2 separate regions of the Arachis hypogaea genome follow, and region 2 is linked to region 1. The links are chromatin contacts, called in public Hi-C maps. All regions are on one chromosome and are shown on one strand. Each heading gives the region's core, a stretch centred on a gene start, on an enhancer-like site or on the middle of the called end of the contact. The rest is flanking DNA. Distances are from core to core; before and after follow the strand shown. Region 1 has its middle 17 kb from the start of LOC140174398. Region 2 holds the start of LOC112703324 (protein DETOXIFICATION 48).

Region 1 (2,700 bases), core at 184-2,683:
AACTATCATTTTAATAAAGTAAAAAAGACAATTAAAACTGTCATTTGGAACGACATAAAATTACTATTTTAATTTAGTAAAAGCAGTGGTTAAAATTATTAATTTAAATGAATAAAAACTGTCATTTTAACGGATAACAATAGTAGTTTTAACCATCATTTTAAACAGAAAAAAATGTCATTTTACTTGGTAAAAATAGCAATTTTAAATCGTTGTTTTAAACAATTAAAAAACTGTCATTTATTTGATTAAAATGGTGGTTTGGACCGCCGTTTTAAACGTAGAAAAAACTGCCGTTTTAACAATGAAAAATATAACGGTTTTTAAAAACTGTCATAACATTTAAAATGACGCTTAGAATTTTGACGTTTTTTAAAAACGTTATTTTTGAAGATAATGACGATTAAAACTATTACAATTATTTTAAAAAATTCGTTTTTTTAACCAAAATTTTTATAGTAACGAACGGAGCAAGACCGGGAGGTCGGAAAGTAGTGAGTGGCATTAACAAAAAGAGAGGGAATGAAACTGTTGTTTTGTATGTGACAAAACAGGGAAGAACACTCTTTAAATTCGATTTTTGCATTGCTGTTGAAAAATTTAACGATAATTCCAACACGATGTCAAAATCTTAAATAAATAATTTGTAATTATCAACGGTATATTATGCGCCACAACCTTACTCAATTGGCACCTAAGTTAGCTCCGGTTTAGTGTTGAATTTGCGTGATCCTACGGTAATAGTTTCCGAAATTTTATTTTACTATGTTATAGTCATTTTTTTTCACAGTAATTCCCACAGCAATAATGTTGGATAATATATGACGGTAATGAGCGAAATTTTTTAGTGAATAGGTCAAAAATAATCTAATAGATAAATAAATAATAAAAAATATATATATTTTTAATTATTTTACATGGGTTATATGGAGCCACACGATCCAAAAAATGTGATCCCTACACAACCCGTGCAAAATTAAATTGCATGAAAGATCCTATAGTGGGATTGGCTCAAAGTTGACCAATTTCATTGTACAAATCACTTCCAAAAATAAATGAAAGGAAAAAGAACAGCATTTCTCTATATTTTATTATTATGCAACATAACACTATAAATAAGAGTGTACTATTCAACTTTGTAAAGATGCCAATCGTGTGGTGTTGTATTAATTTGCAGTTGCAAATAGGCAGACACGACAAAATAATTGTGCTAATTAATAATAATTTTAGTAATACTAAAAAAATAATACTTAAAAGTATTTTATATAACATAATATAATATCTGTAATTATATATTTATTATAAATATTAAATAAGATAATTTTAAGTTATTTGAATTGATTTTTTATTATTTTAAAATATTATTAGAATAATATATATATATACAAGAATGCATTGTTTTGCAGCAGTGCCGTAATGGCTTTAAATCCTTCATGAAATCAAACATAGGGGTAGGGTGGGGTCTACTTGGGCTTCACTTTACCTTCGCGGTGGGGTGTTGGGATTGGACCATTTTTTCATTTCTTTTCTATCTTCCTCTTTCACGTCCATTAATGGGGCGACACATAGGATATTGCAACTTTGAGAGGGAATTTCCATTGGTATCGTTTATAGGGAACATGCATGCTTGTTGTCATTTCATTTGTTTTTATGGTAATAGGGAATTCGAGACTGTCACCTTAGCTTTTGGTGCTTGGCCCCATGGACGGATTCTAATTTCTAATCCTCCCCCCTTGTCAAAAGAAACAAACATGCTTGCAATTATATGAAAAGAAATGCTAGTACTATTAAAATTTATTATTTTTGTTTATTATTTAATTAATTTAATTTTTTAGTTTTATAATTTAATACATATTTTATTTTATATTTTAAATATTAATAATTAATTAATTGTCACAAAAAATAAATTTTGATAATTTTTTAATATTTTTATGTATGAAATTATACCATAAGATTAATTTAGCAATTTGATTTTGGGAAGGATAGTATATGTTATTTTATTATTAGGTTCTTCGATTAAGTAGGATAGAGATTCGATCTCTCACTTTTATAAATGAAAAGTATTATGTGATCAAGCATATAACATCTAATTGGAGGTTTAATCAACAAAAAAGAAATTAGTTATTGCTATCGGTTAATAGATGCTTCGCAAAAAAATAAAAAATAAAATAAAAAATTTGATTTTTTTCAAAAAAAAAAAGACATATAATTGTGTGTTTGAATTGAAATTTGTAAACAAAAATTTGTAGAAAATTAATTTTATAAATTTGATTTTGATTAAGGTGAATTATTATTGACGTGATTTATATTTAATATTTTTTATATCAAAATATATTATATAAAATTGTTCGGTTGTTCGGAAGAATGGCGAATTGGGTGAGGTGGAGGTAGGTGCAATAGGATGAGGTAGGATGTGGATCTGAGTGTGAGCTAAAGGTGAGATGATTGTCCGAGTTGTCGGTGTGTCAGTGGGTGGGACCACTTGCAAGAACACTCTGATATTAAAGTCAGTGTCCATACGAAGAGGCAGCCAATTAGGGTAAGAAAGGTGATGTACTTCTAGGGAGGGATATGTTCCTCTCCTTTTATACTCTGAACTCGGGTGGGCTCCTTGCTAGGGCCCATTTACCTGGAAGCTTCTGCTAGCTGTTCAGGACTTCTCAACGCGTGAAGTGGCGTACATGTCACCTTTGGATTCGG
Region 2 (2,700 bases), core at 7-2,506, 52 kb before region 1:
CAAGAAATAAATGAATTCCAAAGATTTTTAACAAATTCAAAGAGAATTTGTCTGTACGTTCATAACTGTGTTATGACGTAAACAAAAAATTTGATTTATTTATATATCGAGCATAATTTTTTTGTTTTTTTTCTTTTAAATGAATTTTTCATCCTATGTTTATATTTCAATCTTTAAAATAAAATTTAACATTAGCACAAAGACTAATAAACATTTAGTTTAATAATAAGAACAAGAAGTTTTATTGATTCGAAAAAGATTTATTATTTGTTTGTCTAATGAGGGAGTTAATCTTTTTTGGTCAGTAATTATTCAACAAAAAGTTGAAACCCAATTTTTTTTAAAACCAAAACAAAAAAGAAAAAAGAAATAAAAAAGAATGATAAAATTTACTAAATATTATTGAAAAAAAGTTAACTCTTAAAACTTTTTTTATCGTTGTCATTGTATAATATAATCCTGTTCGATTTATGTAAGACTATTATAGTTTGTCTGGTAAAATTTTTAATAAATCAAAATGATTATGTATTTACATTGTCATAGTTTAAAAGTTAAAGTACATTTTTAAATTAAAGTATTATTATTAAAATTAAAAAGTTTAATATAATTTTATATATTAATAAATATCTAATTATATTTATGTTTATCATAGTCTAATTAAATTTTAAAAATTATTTTATCAAATATAATTAATATTATTTATATTTATTAAAAATTATTTTTATTTTAATTTACCAAATATAAATATTACTAATTTTAGAACGTTATCCTTCAAAAACCAATTTTGATAAATTATTTTAAAAAAACAATAGTTTTACTAAACTCACCCTATATTATCTGATAAGAGAATATTTGGGATTTTGAAAAAACAAAAACTATAATTTGACAAGAGAAAAAATTAACAAGGTCGGTTAACCCAGCACTCCATACAGGCATTTGTTTCGTTTAAGTTTGATCTTTCTTTTACATTTATTTTTTTGAAAACTTTAGCCTTTCCTTATTATTTTATACTCTAAAATTGTATAGCAATGTCGTTCAACACATTTTATGAGTGACACATTCCAAATTCAACAGTAGGGGCCCAAACTTTTCATGCATAAATACCCACTAACTCTTCACCCTCTTCCCCCCAAAATTATACAACACAATTCCTTTGTTATTATTGTTTCTCCCCAACACAAACATTATATAGACTTATTAATAGTTAATACATACATATATAACATAAATCACCTTTTTGATTCTCCTTATAATCATGTGTAATCCCAAGCCATCTTCAGCATCCACATTTCTTTGTCCCACAAAAACAACCATCCTCATCACTCCCCATTCCAAAGTTGTCGATCATCTTCCAAGCAATGATCTTCATAGATGGCCAACTCCTAACGAGGTAAATTAAATTGAACACAAAGTTAAGAAAAACAGTAATAATGTAATGAACTGTAATAAGCATTTATATATTTTTGTGTGCATCAGGCTTTAGAAGAAATCAAAGAGATAGGAAAAATATGTGGACCAACAGCAATGACAGGATTACTCTTATATTCAAGAGCTATGATCTCCATGGTTTTCCTTGGATACCTTGGAGAAATGGAGCTTGCAGGAGGTTCTCTGTCCATAGGCTTCGCCAACATCACCGGCTACTCTGTCATCTCCGGCTTAGCCATGGGCATGGAACCCATTTGCGGCCAAGCCTACGGCGCTAAACAATGGAAGATTCTCGGCTTAACGCTTCAGCGCACGGTGCTCCTCCTCCTCTCAACTTCGCTTCCAATTTCATTCATGTGGATAAACATGAACAGGATCCTCTTGTGGTTTGGTCAAGATCATGAGATTTCTTCAATGGCGCAAAGATTCATTCTTTTTTGCATACCGGATCTCTTCTTGCTCTCACTTCTTCATCCATTGAGAATCTACCTCAGGACTCAGAGCATTACAATGCCCGTTACTTATTGCTCCGCCATCAGTGTTCTCCTCCATCTTCCTCTCAACTTCCTCCTTGTCGTTCACCTCAACATGGGTATTGCAGGTGCGCTCCTTACAAAACATCACAATTTATTGTTTTTGATTAACATTTTTAATTATTAATTCAAATTTTTTATCCATATTTTTAAATATTGTTGACTAACTATTGACCAGAAATAATAAATTTTACTGATAAAATATAACCTTGAAGTCATATCAATACTAATAAAAAGTTTTAATATATATTTTGTATTTTGATAGTACATTTTATAAGAATAAATAATTTAGTGGGTAATGGCAGAAAGATCAAACATTGAATACTAACCAAAATTTGACAGGGGTGGCGACGGCGATGGTCTTAACGAATCTGAACCTCATTCTGTTCCTTTCATCCTTCATCTACTTCTCTGGCGTGCATAGAGAGTCATGGGTGCGGCCAAGCATGGAGAGCCTAAAAGGCTGGTCTTCGCTGCTGGCGATGGCGATCCCAAGCTGCGCCTCTGTTTGCCTGGAATGGTGGTGGTACGAATTCATGATTATGCTGTGCGGCCACTTGGCTAACCCAAAAGCCACCATCGCCTCCATGGGAATCCTCATCCAAACAACGTCACTCGTATATGTGTTCCCATCTTCTCTCAGCCTCGCCGTCTCCACCAGAGTTGGCAACGAGTTAGGCGCAAACCGGCCCCACAAGGCTCGCATTTGCATGTTGGTGTCCCTCTTCTGCGCCGCCGC

Evidence for each region. Hi-C and Micro-C count contacts between places; a contact is called where the count stands out from the background.
Region 2: a contact with region 1 is called in a Hi-C map of leaf, with 1.9 times the contacts expected there. The contact joins the promoter of LOC112703324 here to the enhancer-like site in region 1.

The regions. Positions count from the first base shown.
Region 1 is chr7:67,447,269-67,449,968 of arahy.Tifrunner.gnm2.J5K5, reverse strand. No RefSeq gene overlaps it. Among protein-coding and RNA genes, the nearest start is that of LOC140174398, 17 kb to the right of the region's middle. Within about 2 kb of position 1,433, at least 3 of the 3 cell types and tissues checked have open chromatin away from gene starts, as enhancers often do.
Region 2 is chr7:67,498,863-67,501,562 of arahy.Tifrunner.gnm2.J5K5, reverse strand. It overlaps LOC112703324 (protein DETOXIFICATION 48), which reads left to right and starts at 1,256. Exons shown (of 3, transcript XM_025754727.3): 1 at 1,256-1,390; 2 at 1,477-2,029; 3 at 2,304-2,700. The coding sequence starts at 1,256.